2 separate regions of the Cricetulus griseus genome follow, and region 2 is linked to region 1. A link is a contact called in public Hi-C data. All regions are on one chromosome and are shown on one strand. The core of a region is the stretch at or near the end of the contact, and the rest is flanking DNA. Distances in the headings are between cores, read along the strand shown.

What was found. A called contact is a pair of places that touch in the nucleus more often than the background predicts.
Region 2: a contact with region 1 is called in a Hi-C map of the CHO-K1 cell line, with 2.0 times the contacts expected there. The contact joins the promoter of Luzp1 here to the promoter of Kdm1a in region 1. A contact is called at or near these places in 3 of 8 Hi-C or Micro-C datasets (the CHO-K1 cell line and fibroblasts).

What each region holds. Positions count from the first base shown.
Region 1 is chr2:16,712,196-16,716,997 of CriGri-PICRH-1.0, reverse strand. Kdm1a (lysine-specific histone demethylase 1A) reads right to left here and starts at 2,320. Exons shown (of 20, transcript XM_027399742.2): 1 at 1,628-2,320. The coding sequence starts at 2,320.
Region 2 is chr2:16,845,558-16,850,439 of CriGri-PICRH-1.0, reverse strand. It overlaps Luzp1 (leucine zipper protein 1), which reads left to right and starts at 1,487. Exons shown (of 5, transcript XM_027399741.2): 1 at 1,487-1,893.

The sequences.
Region 1 (4,802 bases), core at 1,071-3,570:
GTGGGGGTGGGGGGAGAGGGAGAGTCGAGACAGGGTTTCTCTGTGGCTTTGGAAGCTGTCCTGGAACTAGCTCTTGTAGATCAGGCTGGTCTTGAACTCACAGAGATCCACCTGCCTCTGCCTCCTGAGTACTGGGATTAAAGGAGTGTGCCCTGCCCTCCAAACTCATTTTACTAAGCAGTGCGCATGGAGCAGGTAGGTGAAACTGAGGGCTCTCTGCAAACACTCATCTCAAGATGCTCCTCATCCCACCAACTTGATACACAGCAGCCTGGCAAAATGGTGTAAACCAGTCATCCTGTATACTCTGCAAGCCTAAGTGGATGTGTCGATTATGTAAGTTTGAGATCAAACTGAGAAACATAGTAAGAAGTCAGATCAAAAATGAGGCTGGCCCAGAATCCCAGTCATTTGGGAGGTTGACAAAGGAGGATCACAAATTCAAGCCCTGTCTAGGCCACAAAGTAAACTCAGGGTTTAATCTGGACAATTGAGCATCAAAATAAAAGGGGGATATAGTACAGTGGTAGAAAATCTGTCTAGCACATACAGTTCCCCAGTACAGCAGGAGTTCAAGGAGAGATTACCTAAGTCGACCTTTATTTAACACTAGTACTGATTGATATATTCATTTGCAGTGCTGTGGACAGAAACTCTGGGCCTCAATCATGCAAGGCAAATGCTGTGCCATCCAGCTACATCCCCAGACTACTTAATGTATTCATTATATACCCACATGTATTTCCAGTTTTCTCTATCGGATTAGGAACTCTCCAGAAAACGCCAAAGTCTGTGCAGTAAAGCCATGCCAATGCTTAGCAATATCACTGCCCCAGGTGCTCTTTGATTCAGTAACGAAATGACACCTTGTCAAAACACCAAACTTTTAAACTGTAAACCTCAGTTTACTCATTCTTAAAATGAAGCTAACAATACCGGTTCAGTGATGTTTGGCAAAACGAAAACGTTGGCTGTGTGCCAAATGCACCATCTGGCACACAGAGGTGTCAGACAGAGGTTATCTGTATGGTGTTGGATTTGGTGCCAAATCTTTATCTTTGCATTAGTACCGTGACCAACTGCTATGAGCATTCTTCATCCGCTTCCACATCTGTAAAAGCCTACCCGAGGCCTCCGACAGCGTTTGCCGCCAAGCCTGACAAATTCGGTTCGATTCCTGAGAACGGTGGAAGAACAAAAACCTACTCAGGCGAGTTGTCCTATGATCTCCACTCGCACACAGACAAGAAATAAATGTTTTGTTTTGTTTTTTTAAATAGTCTACGCCAAAGACCACTGTGAGAGGGGAAAAAAAATTTTTAAACACCTGGCGTACAGCAATACCTTTTAAAATCAAAGAAAAAAAAAAGCCCCTTCCTTCTCATGTCCCTTGACTCTGGAGCATCACCTCCAGCTCCCGCGTGCACCCAGACTAGAAGCCGCTCGATGTCCGGGCACAACAGCCACACAGGTGGACCGACGCGTCGGGAAGCCATCTTTCCCAGTCGGAAGTCACGGTCACACCCTCCTGCGCCCCATACCCCGGGTCCCCGCACAAAGGCCGGGCCTCCCCTCTCCCGCCGCCCCGACTCCCGGCCCGGGAGCCAGCGGCTGGGCCTGGCCTCACCTTCGCCCGCTTGCGCCGGCTGGTCCGTCGGCCCTCGGGGGTCTCGGCTATTCCCGTCTCCATGGGCGTCGCGGAGCCGGGCCCGGCCGTGGGCCCCGCCTGGGGCCCGGCGGATCCGGGAGGCTCGGCCAGGCCCCCGGGCGGCGAGGCCCGCGGAGGCTCCTTCTTTCGGGGCGTGCGCTCGCCCGCCGCCCCCGTGGCGACGTCGGTGGAGCCCGCCAGGCCCGCGGTTGGCGCGGCCACCTCAGAGCCGTTCTCGGCGCCGCTCGCCGATCCGGGCCCGGCCTCAGTCCCAGCCGCCGCCGCCGCCGCCGCCGCCGCCGCCGCTGCTGCCGCCGCCGCCGCCGCTGCCGCCGCCGCCGCGCCGCCTTCTTCCCAGACAACATCTCGGGCCGCCTGGCCGCCGCGGGCCGCAGGGGCCGCTCGGTCTGCCGCTCCGTGGGTCCGCAGCCGCCTAGCCTTCCCGCCCCGCACCTCACACGACCCGTGAGAAGCCAGACACCTCCGCGTGCGCACGCGCCCCGCGCGCTCCCGCCGCGTCAGGACAAAAAGCCGCAGCGGTGCTCCCCCCACTCCCTCCGGGCCTCCTCGCAGCCACAGAGCGGCGTCCTGGAGGCTAGAGCGGAGCTCCGGCGCTCCGAGAGCCGGGCCGACGGAGAGCGCCCCCTGCGGTAGGAAGTCAACTAATACCATTAATTCTAACTGCCGCACAAGGTTTGAATTAATGGAGTTGTGGCTGACAGAGAGCTCACCGCCTAACTTGAGACAGGGGAACACCAAGAAGGATGACTTAATTAACGATCGCCTGATTATCCTACGCTGTGTTACTCAACTTTAGAGCACTTGCCTAGCATGTGTATGGCCCTGGGTTATCCGTAGTACTGGAGGACTTTAGGGAACTAACTTCATAATCGCCCAGTTTGGACTGGGGTGGGGGTGGGGGGGATGAAGAATGCACGGATTTCCACAGTAATAAAATAGAAATAAGGAAATCATGGCCTGAGTCAAAGTAGACTCTCTCTTACCACCAAGTCTTGTTCATTTTGTTTCTTGGGTCAGCACACCGTCTACATTCACAGACACCCCCGCCGCACACATGCCTCCTCCATGTCCCTCATCTCCAGGCTTGTAACACCTCTTCTACCTAAGTCAGTCCTTTCTAATGTGGTGGTGGTGGGTGTTTTATTCCTGGGATGTGGAGGTGTATGGGAAGTTGTGTGTGAGTCATGTTGTAGGGACAATCACCAGGGAAGACTGCTCAGAAGTGAGTTTAAGCTAATAAAAAATCTTTATCCGCCTGCTGGCAACTACTGGGTGTTTGGGATCTCAGTTGTAGCCCTGAGCCTTTCTCAGGGTGAGCATTCAAGCACAAAAACCATGTCCCGGGTTGACATGCTTCAGTTAACAAGAACAGTTAGCCAGAAGCAGAACTACAAATGCCAAAAAGCAAGGTTTACATTTCCCAGAGCTATGGACTTTGATGGAATTAGGCCTTTGTTTTAGTTTTGGCAGATGGTGCTGTCTGTGTGCTGAGTTTTACAACCTGAATGGTGCTTTCCACCATGAAGTCAGTTGTGTTAGGGTTCCAGGGCCTACTAAGGTCCAGCACCCTCTTACAGGTAGTTTAATTCTTCCACAGTGGGAAAGTTGACTGCAAAACAGTAGAAGAATTTGCTGGGAAGAAATTCCATAGTGCAATTAGGGTAATATCTACAGGGGTGTAAGTATTCACCAAAACTAATTCAACTACATGAACAGACCTTTTTAAAAAGCTCTGTGAGAATCCACACTGCCAGAGAAGCTAGGAAACAAGGAGGACCCTAAGAGAGACATGCTTGGTCCCCTGGAGAAGGGGAAAGGGACAAGATCTCCTGAGCAAATTGGGAGCACGGGAAGAGGGGGGAGGGAGCTAGGAGAATGAGAAGGGAAGGAGAGGAGGGGTGAGGAAGACATGAGCGAGCAGAAAGGTTGAGTCAGGCAAAGAATTGAAGAAAATAAGAATGGAGATACCGTAATAGAGGGAGACATTTTAGGTTTACAGAGAAATCAGGCACTAAGGAAAGGTCTGGAGATCTACAAAGATGACACCAGCTAACAATCTAAGCAACAGAGGAGAGGCTACCTTAAATGCCCTCCCCTGATAATGAGATTGATGACTGACTTATATGCCATCCTAGAGTCCTCATCCAGCAGCTGGTGGAAGTAGAAGCCGACACCCACAACTAATCACTGAGCTGAACTGGAACCCAGATGCAGAGAAGGACGAGTGACGAGCACAGAGGTCCAGACCAGGCTGGTGAAACCCACAGAAACAGCTGACCTGAACATCGGGGATCTCTTGGTCCCCAGACTGATAGCTGGGATACCAGCATGGGACTGATCCAGACCCCAGAAACATGGGTTTCAGTGAGGAAACCTCGGAAATCTACGGGACCTCCTGTAGTAGTTCAGTACTTATCGCTAGCATAGGTGTGGACCTTGGGAGCCCATTCCACATAGAGGAATACTCCCTGAGCCAAGACACATGGGTGTGGGCCTAGGCCCTATCCTAAAGGATACGATAGACTCTGATGACGCCCTATGGAAGGCCTCACCCTCCAGGGGGAGCAGAAAGGATATGTGATAGGTAGGGTTTTAGTTGGGGAGGTGGTAGGGGAGGAGAGGAGAGAGAGGGAATTGGGATTTACATGTAAAACAATCTTGTTTCTAATTCAAATAAAAAATTCTAACAAAAAAAGCTTTGTGAGAAAAAAAAAAAACAAGTAATCACAGTACAACATATGTCTCATGTGTGAAGTATATTGGCTTGACCAAAATCAACAACATCAATGACTGTGACACAATTATATTGAGGGAACGGAGTTTGTGGGGAAGAGATGAGAGCAATTTAGGGAAGGGTTGGTAATGTGGGGAAGGCTGCCTGGTGCTAGCTAAACCCCGCTCTCCCGTCATAAAATGCATCATGTCCAAAAATGTAAGCACGTCACGCCACACGTCTGCTTCCTGGCTCTGTGAATCTGAACTAGTTTACAGTTCAAGGTACACCATCAGGGTAGGGGAGCCACGATAACTAGAACAAGCTGGCCGCCCCAATCCACAGTCAGGAAGCAGAGTGATGAATGTACGTGCTGTTCAGCTCCCTTTCTCCATCTTCTCCAGGCCGGGATTTCAGGTA
Region 2 (4,882 bases), core at 238-2,737, 130 kb before region 1:
GGCTCTTCCAGTGGCTCAGTGGGTGAAGCGCTTGTCACATGCCTGAGGATTGGAGTTTGGATCCTCCCCAAACCCAGCCCAACTAGAATCCCAGGGCATGGAAGAGGAGATGGAATCTCCGGAGCAAGCCAGAGAGTTAGAGTAGCAAAACCAGTGAGCCCTGGGTCCAGTGGGGGACCCTGCCTCAATTCTTCAGGTGGAGAGTGATGAAGAAAGATACACGACATCAGTCTTAGGGCTCTCTACGGACACCCACACATGCACTTCCACACAGTACACTTCCATTTGAAAAGGTAGAAAAATGACGCTCTTTCAAATGTACTCCCTGGCCAGTGTAGGGATGGAGTAAAACCCAGATTGACTCAGGCTCTGCCACGTTCAATATGTGGCTTCCAAGGTCACCCTGGTGTTGACATCCAATTGGCAGATGGGAGAGCACATGCATACTTCTTAACCACGTTCGTTGGCCTGGATGGGGCGCCACGTCATCCTTGCCACTGTCTGATTGGCAGAAAGGAATCACATTGCAATTGCAAGAAGGGCTGGAAAAATGTAGTCTGGGCTGCTTTCCTCTGAAACAGCTCTAAACATGGAGGGGAGGCCTCTTTAATGAATAACTGACACAGGTCCAGCTCCTCTATATATGGATGTAGACTGGCCACAAGAAGGAAAATGGGCTGGCCTTGTTTGTGAGGAAACATGGGTAAAAGAGGCATTTAGGGATGAGGAGATGGCTCGGGAGATAAAAATGTTTGTGTCACTGTAATCTCAGTACTGGGGAAATGGATCTTTGGAGCTTATTGGCCAGCCAGCCTATCTGATTCAGTGAGCTTTAGGGTCAGGGAAAGAGCCTGTCTCAAAAGAATAAGGGTGGGGTGGGGTGGCGGAGAGCTTAGAGAGTTGGCTCAGTAGTTAGAGCACTGGCTGCTCTTGAAGAGAACCCGGGTTCAGTTCCCAGCACCTACATGGCATCTTACAAAAATCTGTAACTATAGCTCCAGGAAATCTGACATCCTCACCTGTTCTCCTTAAGACACCTGCACTCAGGTACACACACACACACACACACACACACACACACACACACACACACACACACACACATTTACATTTTTTAAAAAATTGTGTTTGTTGCCGGGCATTGGTGGCACACGCCTTTAATCCCAGCACTCGAGGCAGGCGGATCGCTGTGAGTTCGAGGCCAGCCTGGTCTCCAGAGCGAGTGCCAGGATAGGCACCAAAGCTACACAGAGAAACCCTGTCTCCAAAAAACAAACAAACAAAAAATTGTGTTTGTTGTGTGTACATACATATGAGGCCAAAAGTCAACATCCCTCCTCAGTCACTCAGTCACTATTTTTAGAGCTAGGGTCTCTCAGTGAAACTGAAGCTCATTGGTTTAGCTAGGCAGATTAGCCAATGAGCTTCAGGAATCTGTTTGTCTCTACTTCCTGGTGATAGCATTCCAGGTTCAGGCAGTCACACCCAGCCTTTTTGTTGTAGTAATCGTTGTCGTTTTTGTTTGTTTTTTGAAACAGGGTTTCTCTGTGTAGCCCTAGCTGTACTGGAATAGCTTTGTAGACCAGGTTGGCCTTGAACTCAAGGTGTACAGCCAGCTTTTTTTCTGGGTGCTGGCGTGAGCAAGTCAGGTCCTTATGTTTGAGTGGGATGAGCCATTTACTTACTGGCTTTACATTTGCAGTTTAAACCAGACTTTTGTTCACAAGGGAAGAAAATATGGAGAACGCCATGATCAGAAAAAGTCCAAGAGAGGTTGAATTTTCACTAGTTTTTAAGGTTGTGGAAAGTTTTAGCTTGGATTCCAGGTTCCATAGTCTTCTTCGAGTTAACTGCTGTGTGCCGTGGGCATCTGGGGGACTCATAAGAAATGAGGTAAGGTTTTAGCCTTCCGGGTTACTGAACTAGAGCTGGGAGGCAGTGTAATGAATGGAATGGCCTGAGGTCTGGAAACGGGAGCCTGGAGTCAAATTCCTAGCTGAGTTACATAGCTGTATGATGAAGAACCCACAGGATCTCTGGTTGTCAGATTCCTGGCCCAGTGGGTAAAGTCTCTTATGATAAGCAGGACGACTTGAGTTAGAATGGCATCCTCTAAGCGGTCCTCTGATCTCCACGCAACCTGGCGCTTGCCCCTCCTTTGTCAGCCTCAGTGTTCTCATCTGAAGGATGGAGTTAACAGACTGACCTCAGGGGGTTGGAATCTGGCCGCACTGTGGGCTCTGCCTCCCTGGGATAAATGTGTGGCCTCCCGTCGCGGTGCAAGGACTGTCACCGCACGCCCCCTCTCCCCCACCCACCGGCGCGTTCCCGGCAGAGGAGGACCCGGAGTTCACAAGGACGCGGCTTCCTGGCCGCGTTCCGGGGAAGGAGCTTTGCGCCGCGGGTCCCATCCCCCGGTCGTCCGGCTCAGGAAACGCAGAGAAAGCCAGGAACCCGGCCTGCCAGGCCCCGGGGCCCTCCGCCCCGGCCTTCGGCTGCAGGAAGCGGGCTGGCGGGAACGCCCTGCCCGTGGGTGGGAAAAGCCGGAGCTGTAGCATCGCGGCGTCCCAGGCTGCAGAGAGCTGTCACCGCCGCAGCGCGCCCCTTGCCGCAGCCCCAGCCCTGCGCCAGTGCGGCAGCCGCGTGGCCGGGATCCTGCAGGCGCCACTGCGCCTGCCAAGGCGCAGGGAGGGAGGGCTCGGGCCCAGGGCGCTCTTGGAGGGGGCGACATGCTGAGGGTGTGTAGGTGAGTGGTCCGCAGCACCGCTAGGAATTGCTGGACCCGCTGGTGTTAGACTCCGGGTGTCTTTTTTAGTCTTAACTTTGTTCTTGCTCCCGGAGATTTAGTTTCTTGATGGTGGAGACCTCAAAGACAGTTCTGGACCTAGAGGCTACTGTGACCGGCAGACCTTGATCCCCGAAAAAAATGGAGGACATACAAGGGCGGTGTTTTTTAGCATAGCATGGTCGTTGGAATCAGTCATTCTCCAACTTAAGCCCCAGCTTTCTCTCTTACCAGCTGCGTGACCTTAAGTAGGTTCATTAGCTTCTCTGCGCTTCCGGGCCATGTCCTCTTACAGGAGTCTGCCAGCTCTCCCAGACTCCCCACTCTGAATCCCTCTATCCCTCACAGCATATGGCCTGATTCTTTGTGACTAATATCATTAAACAATTGTATTCGATGCCCTGTCTCTCCTCCTCAGAAGTCCCAAAGTTCAGGAAGACAGGGACCTCTGCTAAAGGGCAGACTGTGTAGCATTGATGTGTTAAACACTCAGCCATTTGTCGTGAAATGAAAGAGTGAAGGAATGGAGAGATGCGTGCCAGACGCTGCATTAAGGGCAGAAAAGCACCGGGAATGAATCAGCATCGTTTCTGTCTTCAAGGAGGTCCCAGACTGGGTGGAGAGGGGTTTGTGCAAGAGGATGGTCCTGAGTATGCGCTGACAGCCCTGGAGATAAACACTAATGGAGGAGAGCAGCAGGAGAGCCAGAGATGAGTGACACCCAGTCCCTAGAGGGCTGGGATAATGGATTTCTTCCCCCACTACAACATACAAAGCACTTAATTTGCAAAAGGTGTCCTTATATGTTTTTATCCTAAGGAGGTGGGGGAGTTGATGAAGAGTTTAGTGACTTTTCCAAGCTCTCCTCCGCATTTGGAGGTGGAGAGCTATGCTGAGTATGCTTTTCAAAACCAAGCGCACACTAGGCAAGGAGTCTACCAGCCTCAAGGACTCAGCCAATGGTTTTCACCTCTCTTGGTTTAGGTCCAAGTAAGTAACTTTGCCTCTCCGACTTGCTTTACCTCTAAGCCTTGTCGTCCTAACCTAAAAAGAGCAATGAAGGCTTCCTATAACCGTCTGAGACAGTTGGTGCAGAACACTCCTTGTGATTCTTAGTTTATGCAAAAGGGTCTGGTGCTTGTAGAATGAATGAGTGACATGGTAGGGATGTGGTGGTGGGAGCCCTGGAACGTGAGGACAGAAAACCATGTCATCTGGAGGCTAGCAGGCAGGTGGAGGGTGGTTTATTCCTCTCCACTCTCACTTTCCATGACTCCTATGAGACTTTGCCCTTGGCCCCATTCATTATTGTGCTGTAATTTACTGTTTGCGAACCAATAAAGGTGAACCAACTCCAGCTTGGTTAGCATTCTTTTTATATATGCTTTTATTGCCTTATTTTCTGATGACAAAGTAATACGTGCTGCTTTTTAAAAAAAATTAAATTGCAGGAAGATATCACTGGGGGAAAGCGAAAGTGCAAGTTTAGGCACACAAGACACAAGAGCTGACAGCTTGCTATTCTTTGGGAGAGAGGGAGGGACATCCCACAGTGTGAGGGCTAATTTTTAATGTGTCAGTGTGTCTGGGGTATTGGCAGCCCAGCTCTTTCATAGGTGTGTCTGTGAGGATGTTTCCAGAGGAGACTAACATTTGAGTTGATGGAACAAGTAAAGATTAAAGTTGGTAAGTGGTATAGCTGGGGATTTATGCCCTCCTGTAACCACATACACACACACACACACACTCACCCCCAACATTTGTATGTCTGTTATTCGCCAATTCCAGGCCTGGCAAAGGCTCAGCGTGTGTTCTATCATGACGTTGTAGCCTCAGCTCCTAAAGTTCAGATCTTAGTTTTTCTCTGGGCTGAAACTTTTACTGTGAATGAGTGAATATATCGTTTCTGGGATCCTGGGTCTCAGGCAAAGAATTCTATCTTTAGAAACATTTACTGAGACCCCACAGAAAATGAGATGGGATTTGTAGAAACTTTTCATATTTTATTTTAGAAAAGGGGTCTTCTTTTTAATTTATTTTTTAGTTTTTTATAATTTACTTTTATTTAACTTAGAAACAAATATGCTTCACATATCA